3 separate regions of the Mus musculus genome follow, and all the other regions are linked to region 2. The links are chromatin contacts, called in public HiChIP or PLAC-seq and promoter capture Hi-C maps. All regions are on one chromosome and are shown on one strand. Each heading gives the region's core, a stretch centred on a gene start, on an enhancer-like site or on the middle of the called end of the contact. The rest is flanking DNA. Distances are from core to core; before and after follow the strand shown.

The links. HiChIP or PLAC-seq counts read pairs in DNA pulled down with a chosen protein or histone mark. Capture Hi-C pulls out chosen DNA fragments and counts their contacts.
Region 1: an H3K27ac HiChIP or PLAC-seq map of T-cell acute lymphoblastic leukemia shows a contact between it and region 2, with 7 times the contacts expected there. The contact joins the enhancer-like site here to the promoter of Xrra1 in region 2. A contact is called at or near these places in 4 of 39 promoter capture datasets (the 3T3-L1 cell line, the C10 cell line, liver and 1 more), 6 of 15 datasets of contacts at CTCF or cohesin (CD8 T cells, the NIH/3T3 cell line, embryonic stem cells and 3 more), 114 of 484 Hi-C or Micro-C datasets (the 63-12 cell line, the AML12 cell line, the Ba/F3 cell line and 70 more), 30 of 115 datasets of contacts at active chromatin or transcription factors (the NIH/3T3 cell line, PVALB interneurons, SST interneurons and 21 more) and 4 of 9 other capture datasets (adipose tissue, embryonic tail, liver and 1 more).
Region 3: a contact with region 2 is called in a promoter capture Hi-C map of adipose tissue. The contact joins the promoter of Tpbgl here to the promoter of Xrra1 in region 2. A contact is called at or near these places in 8 of 39 promoter capture datasets (the C10 cell line, Sertoli cells, cranial neural crest and 5 more), 7 of 484 Hi-C or Micro-C datasets (bone marrow-derived macrophages, dorsal root ganglion neurons, embryonic stem cells and 2 more), 31 of 115 datasets of contacts at active chromatin or transcription factors (VIP interneurons, acute myeloid leukemia, astrocytes and 19 more) and 4 of 9 other capture datasets (adipose tissue, embryonic stem cells, liver and 1 more).

Annotation. Positions count from the first base shown.
Region 1 is chr7:99,602,789-99,605,539 of GRCm38.p6, forward strand. Arrb1 (arrestin, beta 1) reads left to right here. Exons shown (of 16, transcript NM_177231.2): 16 at 1-2,751. Among named protein-coding and RNA genes, the nearest start is that of Tpbgl, 23 kb to the right of the region's middle. Within about 2 kb of position 1,258, at least 15 of the 459 cell types and tissues checked have an H3K27ac peak or open chromatin away from gene starts, as enhancers often do. A contact at or near this core is called in CD8 T cells, DN2 thymocytes, LSK cells and 3 more, where this site is marked.
Region 2 is chr7:99,857,898-99,860,597 of GRCm38.p6, forward strand. Xrra1 (X-ray radiation resistance associated 1) reads left to right here and starts at 1,321. Exons shown (of 19, transcript NM_001164258.1): 1 at 1,321-1,333. Spcs2 (signal peptidase complex subunit 2 homolog (S. cerevisiae)) reads right to left here and starts at 986. Exons shown (of 5, transcript NM_025668.3): 1 at 867-986. The coding sequence starts at 980.
Region 3 is chr7:99,625,788-99,628,487 of GRCm38.p6, forward strand. Tpbgl (trophoblast glycoprotein-like) reads right to left here and starts at 1,316. Exons shown (of 1, transcript NM_001195529.1): 1 at 1-1,316. The coding sequence starts at 861.

The sequences.
Region 1 (2,751 bases), core at 8-2,507, 260 kb before region 2:
TTGCTTGTTAGGGCAAGAGGATCTCATCTCCGTTTCTGTTCCTCTCTCTTAGTTCCACACTTGCCGGAGAAGGGAGGCCACAGCTTGTGTTTGGTTTTGAGACAGCGTATCATGAGGTGTAGGCTAGCCATGAATTCACTACATAGCCGCGAATGACTTTGAATTCCTGATCCTATTGTTTCAAGTGCTGGGATTGCAGGCATGCCCCTGCCACTGCTGGCGCCATGCTTTATTGTACAGATTAGATCCCAGCCATTCTTAGTCCATCATGCCCAGTGTTTGTTGTTATTTCTTCTGGTGAGATGGTCCAGGCCCACTGCTCTGAACCTCCTACATTTCATAAGCAGTCAACTCAAGGAACCTCTTCCCAGGTTAGGACAGCCGTCTTGGGGCAGCCACATTGCCTGGCCAGCTCAGATCATAACTGCAAGCTCCCCTGACATCTAGCCCCTGCCAGAGCTAGCTGGATACTTTTGCACCTATAGAATTGATTAAAACCTTGAACAGTGTAAGGCAAGCATGTGCCCTCCAACTGGCTTCCATTAAAACCTCTGGAGCTGATACCAGACCCTTTAGCATTTGGACTAACCTCTCCTGTCCCCCATCCTTAACTGATACGAGCAAAAGGTCTCCCAATCTGGTTTCTCAGGCTTCCTACACGTCAGCATCCACATTCTTTCCGTTTATCCCACAGATCTACCTGCAGGGGAGCATCAGAGCCCTGGCTGCCTCTTTGTGTTTTGAGCTACGCCTGCATAAGGGCAATGATCAAGTTAGAGTCTAGCCAAACCATCCTTTGATGATAGCTTTGTTCTTTTATGCTGTATACTACTAAGATGGATCTCACCCTAGAATCCCTGTCTCTAGAAACCTTCTGGCCAGGGGAAATCTAGAAGACCGCATTGACGGTTCTGGCTACAGCTAGTCCACACAGTGCCTTGATGTGAGTTTGAATACAGTGTCCTTCCTAGGTGGATTCAAACCCTGGAAATGACACTGTAAGGGGCTGGAATTTGGTGTCATTTGTCCCTACTCCACAGTCTTATGCTGCCATACTGGGTGAGATACACAGGCTCACGTATTTCTTTGGCCTCTTCTTTTCTTGTCGTGCCCCACCCCCATCACATGACATAACCCAGTACTTCTCTGTAGGGCTCTTTTTTGTTCTGGAGTTTTCCTGGCCAGGCAGCACTTGGGAGTGAAACTGGAGGCGGAGGTTTCCAGGCACCATCCAGTGAGATTGGGTTTTCTTGTGCTGACAGATTGGGACTTGGGCCACCAAACAGCCCACATTGGGACTTTCCAGTAGACCAAAGGGCACATGTTAATGCCAATCTGGGCAAGAAGAGCATGCTTTGTAAAAGCTCATCAATTGAGGACGACTGGACTTGCCCAGTACCCCAGCCAAGAGAAGAATTTGTCTCCTAGAAACATAAGAATTGAGATGCTTGGCTGGACCCCATGGCCACTTCAGCTTCAAAGCGCAACTGGCATCCCCCTGGAGGGTAGCTGATTCCCATCTGATGCAGTGAAAGTCCTGAAAGTCCCCAAGGCCACCTCTCAGTCTCTCCTCACTGGAACAATAGCCTTTGTCTGCTTTATTTGAGGGCTTGCTGTGGGTTTGAAGTGAGATGTAGGCCAACTGGCTGCACAGGTGTGGCCCTGTTGCTGCAGGGAGGAGGCCCGAGGTCACACAGGAAGCTTGCTGTGGAATGAGCCCTCTGTTTACCAGTCTTTGTCCCTGTGTCCCAGGTTAGATATCAGCCATGATTATCATCGTGGCTTTGTGGCTTTGCTGATCACACTGGGGAAGAAGTGTAGGTGCTATTGTCCTAGGATGGGTCCCGTGGCAACCAGGACACGGAAGGCTTGGATGTTGTCAGTGACTGGGGGGCAGGGAGGAGCATTTGAGCCTCGACTCACCTCCCAGAAGCCCACAGAAGTGAGGAAAACTGGGCTCTGACCACAGGTCAGGGAGCTGAGCTCAGTACTGTGATCACCCAAGACATCCGAGGGCAAGAGGAAATAGCTGTTGCCTCTTCTAAGTATACGGTCCCATCTTGGGTCAGAAGAACCACCACAGCTCCTTGGAGACCTTTGGCAATGTCCAGCCCTCTTGCACTGAGAGCTGAGCCCTAGCTGACCCACTCACAGACGCTTCATGTCCTGGGGCAGCTCCTTCCCACCAATGGCTAAGGCCTGTATGTGTGGCTCCCAACCCTCAGTGAAGGGCTGGTCTCCAGCCTTTATCTCCCAGGACACAAACTTGTGTCTCTTCTGATATTTACTCTTTTTAAACTTAAGGACCAAATGAGACTTCTCTGATTTTTATCCGAACAGCCTGTCTTGGGCCTGGTCCAGGCAGCTCCATAACTTCTGCCCTCCCCGCTCCTGGCCTGAAGCAGCCTAGTGATGGGGGCAGATCCACATCTTGGCCACCCCAATCCATGCACACTAGCACCTCCCTCAATATCACCAACTTGTTACCCCTAAAGGGAGGTCAAAGTTGAAGCACAGGTCCCTGGGACCCACTGTCTGCAGACCAGGCACACCTCTCAGTGTTCCACACAGCCTGGCTGGGGGCTGCTGCCAGGGGAAACTGAGGAAAGGGGAGAGGAGGGTGAGTCTCCAGCCCTCCCCCCATTCCTACTTTCTCCAGAGTAACTGCTTTTAACTCTCTTGTCTATTGAGGTTTCACTTTTAAACTCTTTGAAGAATAACTTCAAACCACCATTTTGTGGTTTGGTCTTA
Region 2 (2,700 bases), core at 71-2,570:
TGCTGGACTAAACCCCTCATTCTACAGAATAAGGAAGGCAATAAGGAGAACAGGCACATTTTAGGACACAGAGCTAGAGGCAAAACTAATGCCAGGCCCGTTTTTCAGGCAACTGTCTCTTGCAAGTTGCTGTGCAAGGGGCAAGATGGTCAATCCAGGAGCAGCGTTCCTCCCCTGACTCTTTCCTTTAAGCCCTTATGGACAAGGACGTGAAATTCTTTAGAAATTGTGTAGGCAGAGTGGAAAGCAGTCAGCTGGTACAGACAGAAAAGGCCACGCAGGGGAAGAGAAAGGCAGGGAACCCAAGAGGGACAAAGAATCTTAAGGCTTCCTATCAGACCAGCAAGGGAAGTCAACATACGAATATTTCATTATTTGACATATCATGAAAAAATTAAAAGAAACCAAAAAAAAAAAAAAAACCCTTAAAAACTTTAAAGGCCAAGGAACTCTTTGGGCTCTGTAGCAACACGCGAGGATGATGGTGGAAGGGTTTGGGGAATACTGACTTCGAGGAGATTCTTTCAATTTCTTTAGAAGTTCCATTTTCCACGTTGATGTTATGGGCATTTTCAAGAGTGGCCCTCCTAGCACAATAGAAACGTGATCATTATGGTGAAATATTGCCATAATTACGAGAAGCTGCGGTGGCGGTTAGGGACCAGCAGCACTTGCTTAAAGAGACGACTAAAGGGAAGGATTGTTTTCCAACGTGTAGAGAGGGCAAGTTACAAGTGTGCGTTCGTGTGCTACGGAGGAGCGCTCAAGGAGCCACAGAAAATAAGGGGGTGGGGATGGGAAGCTGGGCTCACCAGCTCCTGGGCATTCCCCGGGCTCTAGATTGTCCCCAGGACTAAGCTCCTCACCTTATCCAACAAACCACTGCGGCTGCTGCTTGTCCCGCAGCTGGGGCCGCCGCCAGCCCCACTACTGCCTCCGCCACCGCCGCTTCTCCCACCCTGCGACGCCGACGCTGCCATCTTGTCTCCCTCCGTGTCTCCCTCCCATACGACTTGTCCGAAGCCGATTGGCTGAAGCTGCTCATGTGATAGGCAGCGCAGAGCCCATCGGGATCCGTAGTCTGGTGTGCTGATGAGGGCTGAAAGAGGCCGCGGGGCTTGACGGGACTTGTAGTTAGAATCTGCCGTCGCCGGTTGCCGCCTCCGTTGCTAGCCACATCCTCGCGGTTACTAAGGAGTGGGTGGGGAAGGCTGTGGCAAGCGCCACCGTGGAGCGACTCCGAGATTCCCGTGAGGCTTGCAGGCGTGCACTCCGCCTGACAGGGACATCGCCTCCGCGGGCTCTTCGGAGGCGGAAACGACGCCGAAGGCAGGTGTGGCTGGAAACTTAATTTTGCTTGAATTATGAGTCTTTCCAGCCCCAGATGTTGTGTCCTAAGAAGGGAGGTAGAGCCTGCTCTTCACCCCTTTCTGTCCCTGAAGGTAGAATATCAGCTCGATTATTCTCTCCGAAGTAACCATAATCTCAGCTGTTAGTAATGTTTCCTGTAGAACTATCATTTATTGAGTGCCTACTGTGTGCTAGGCAGTGCCCTACATGCACTTACATCCACCCATTCTGTGTCTGTCTCAGGATAATGCTGTATAGACAAGAAAAGGAATTTTTCAGAAGCCAGAGAGCATAAGTCAGAACACACTTAAAACCAACTTTTTAGTTTTTTAAACTTAAAAGCATGTTTCCAGTTTGACAATGTGATTTTTATAAATATTGAGAGAAAAAAATATTGAGCACCAAAAAAACTTGACACTGAAACTAAGGCATATAAGGAAAATAGACCTGGGATATCTCATAGTAATATCACTTTATGCCATATTACATTGCATTATTTAGTTTTTATACCTACATATTTTCCATATGTGTACAGATGATCCGCCAGATACTGAATTCGCTAGACATTTTGTTTTGTTTTTCTGAGACAGGGTCTCACCATTAGGTCTAGCTGTCCTGAAACTCACTGTGTAGACAAATTGGCTTCAAACTCCCAGAGATCCACCTACCTCTGACTCCTTAGTGCTGGAACCAAAGGTGTATAATACCATGCCCAGCCTCTGAATCGCTTAGCATGTACTCAGTCCTGTTCTACACACTTAGAATATACCTCTGAATGAAAGAGACAAAATGTTCTTGGCAAGGCTATGTTCACATGATCACTAAAGAATAGCAGATTAGATTTCATCCTCGATTAAGCAATTCCTGGCCACTCCAGTTGTAAGGGTCCAAAAATCACTGAAAGAAGACCCCAGGCTCAGAGAGTATACAAAAACAAAGAGCATTTATTCTGCAGAAACACCAGCATGCAGGGGCCAACCATTCTTTGAAATGGTGACCCCAGATAAACGCATGCAGGCCTTCTTATAGAGAACTGAGGGAACTCTCTAGAAGGATTAGGTGATCTAAAATTTCATTGGTAGGTGCTGGGGGTGGGGGTGGGGGGGGTCATAGGTGATCAGAAGTCTACATTCCCATGTCATGAGCATTCAATCGTGTGATGAAATAGGGCTGACCAGTGCAAATGGCCCATTCTGAGATCAGATATTTTCCTATTTTTGTGGTTATCTCCAGGCTGTTCTTTGGGAGAGGGTTTTCTGATCTTGTTCTGGATTTTATGGTCTGTTCCTAGAGCTGGTGCCTTATGACCTACTTTCTGGGACTTATGGTCTATTCCTGAAGCTGGTGTCT
Region 3 (2,700 bases), core at 66-2,565, 230 kb before region 2:
GCAACCTAGTCGCGCCTCGTCCAGGTCTATCAGAGGCCGGTCCAACAGTACGCGCGGGGAAGCGCAGCGCAGGCGGCGCGCGTCGGGTACGCGCTCGGTGGCGTTGTGCAGCCAGGCCAGCAGGGGGCGCGAGGTGCACCCACAGCTCAGTGGGTTGTCCGCCAGCAGCAGGCGCGGCTGGGGCAGGTCGCCATCGCGCTCAAGCGCGCTCAGCTCGTCCGGGCCCAGGCCGGCCAGCGCGTTGACACGCGCATCCAGCTGCTCCAGGCGGGGCAGGCGCAGCGCGGCGAGTGGCAGGCGGCTCAGCGCGTTGCCTACCAAGCCCAGCAGGCGAAGCTCGGCCAGGGGGGCCAGAGCGGCGTCCAGTGCATCCAGCATCCCGGGGCTGCCTCGAGCCAGCGCGTGATTGAGCTGTAGTGAGCGCAGCGCAGGCAGCCCGCGAAAGGCGCGGTAGCCCAGGGCGCGTAGCGGGTTGTGGCTTAGGTCGAGTGCCGCCAGGCTGGGCAACCCGTCGAAGGCACCGTCCTCTACTACCTCGATGTTGTTGTGTGTGAGGCGCAGCGCGGTAAGGAGCGGTAGGCGCACGCCGTCCGTCGCCCCCTCGCCCCCTCCCGCGAAGGCTGCGGCGCGCAGCACGGTCAGGTTGGCGCCCACGATGGTGAGGTTGCGCGCGTCGGGTGGCACGTCCCGGGGCGGCTGCCGGAGCTCCGCGCCCGACGCGCAGCGCAACATTAACCGGGGGCTGCCGAAGCAGTAACACTGGAAGGGACAGGGCGCGGCGGGCCGGCTCAGCGCCGCCGCCAAGAGCAGCAGCCCTGGCAGCGGGCTCCAGAGCCCCCGCTGTCCCGCGCGCGGGGCCATCGCGGCCGTCCCCGCATCCAGCCCCCGGCCCGCAGCGCTCACCAGTGAATTGGGAGCGTTTGGAGATGATGGGATGGGGGTGGCACGGGAAGGTGGCTGTGGGCTAGACCTTGACCCGGAGCAGCTGACAGTTCCGACCGGTCCGTCCTCCAGCTTGTAAAGTCCGAGGAGCCTTCACTTTGATGGCTGGGGGCTACAGGGGTCAGGCGGGGAGCGGAGCCCCCCGCCCTCGCTGCCCTCGTCGCCCTGCGCTCCGGCCTCCGACTTCCGCGGCTGTTCCGGGCTCCGAGCCGAGTGGGCAGGGTTTGCCTCCCCCTCCCCGCCTCCTGGCCGCCTCCTCCGCCCCCAGCGGAGTCTCCGCACCTCCTCGCAAGGGAGGCGGGGTGGGAGGCTCCGGAGATGCAGGCTTAGGGCCGCTGCGCTCTCTTGCTCCCCTGCTCTCTAGTTCACGAGCTGCTGAGAAGTTTGGCTCCCCAAGCTCTGACTTGCTTCTTTCCCCACCCCCTTCGTTTAGGCAGCTTCTTTCCTCCTCCCTCCGAAGCACACGTGGGGCGGGGCCCTCAGGGCTGACCTGGCAGGTGGATCTGTGCACCCAGAGAAGGTGGGAGAGTTTAGAGCTGTCCCTAGAAAAGGAGGCAGGGCTGAGGGGTGGGCTGACAAAGTTACTCTTCTTGTAGTCAAGGAAAGGAGCTGTGCTAAGGGAGCGAGCCTGGAAAATCCCTAGCCTTGGATGTCTCCTTTGCGAACCCAGTTCCCTTAGGCTGTGTCTAAAACTCTGCAGGTCCTGTGTGTCCAGTCTTTTATCGACCCTCTTCTATGTTCTAAAACACCCTCTGTCCCCACATCTCCCGCGCCCTAATTCAGGCTGCTCTGCCTCTGCCAAGACCACTCCCATTGGTTCCACCTTTCAGGCTGGGCCCCTCCTAGGCTCAGGGAGCGGTGGGTGGAGTGATTCAGCTCTTTGCTTGCCCACCCCGCCCCAGCACTGAGTACTGCCAGGATACTGTGCCCCTTCCCCTCCAAATTGCCCTACCAGTCAATATTGAGTGGTGTGCCGGTTGGGGAGAGGGCTCTAGGAGCAGGAAAATCAGGAACTGATTTTGTAGTGGAGGGTGGGGGTGTGGTAAAATCCAGGGCTGAGGTGGGGGCTGAGCTGTTAATAGGCTTGTTTTGTTTTGTTTTGTTTTTCTTTCTTTCTGGGTTTTACTTATTTACTTTTTTTTTCCTCCAGAATTGAGAAGCTCAAGACCTGATTTAAAGAGACAGACTCCAGAGGAGGGAGCATTCCTGGTCTTGGCATGAATTATTCAGGTTGGAGAAGCTGACATTTGATCTGCAGGCCATTCGAGTATCTTACTTGGCAGAGCTGGTTGGGATAGAGGCTCCCCTCCTCCCCATAAGCATCAGTCAGTCTCTTTCTCCTGAACTGAAGACTACTGGTTGGTTTCTTCCCTGAAGTTGCATTTAGAAGATCGACCAGCAAATTGAAACCACTTTCTGAGGCATATCCTGCATTCCCTGGGTCTCAGGCAAATACCAACACTAAGGACCAGGCTGGTGATCTTGCTGGACTCCCTCAGCTCATATTGACCTAGTCCTGTCTCCATGATAACCTCCAGATGCTAGCAGATGACAGTAGTAGCTTTTAGAGCTGGACATGTCTGTATACATGGCCACCTGAGTTTACACACGTGTGCCTCTACACAAAAAGGCAAACTTTACACAAACAGACTTACACATGCCCATGTGTGGTCTATCAAATTTATTCTTACTTGGATGTGCATGCATGTGCACGGGAGGCTTGCACACAGCAGTTCCAAACAAATGTGTCTCACATAG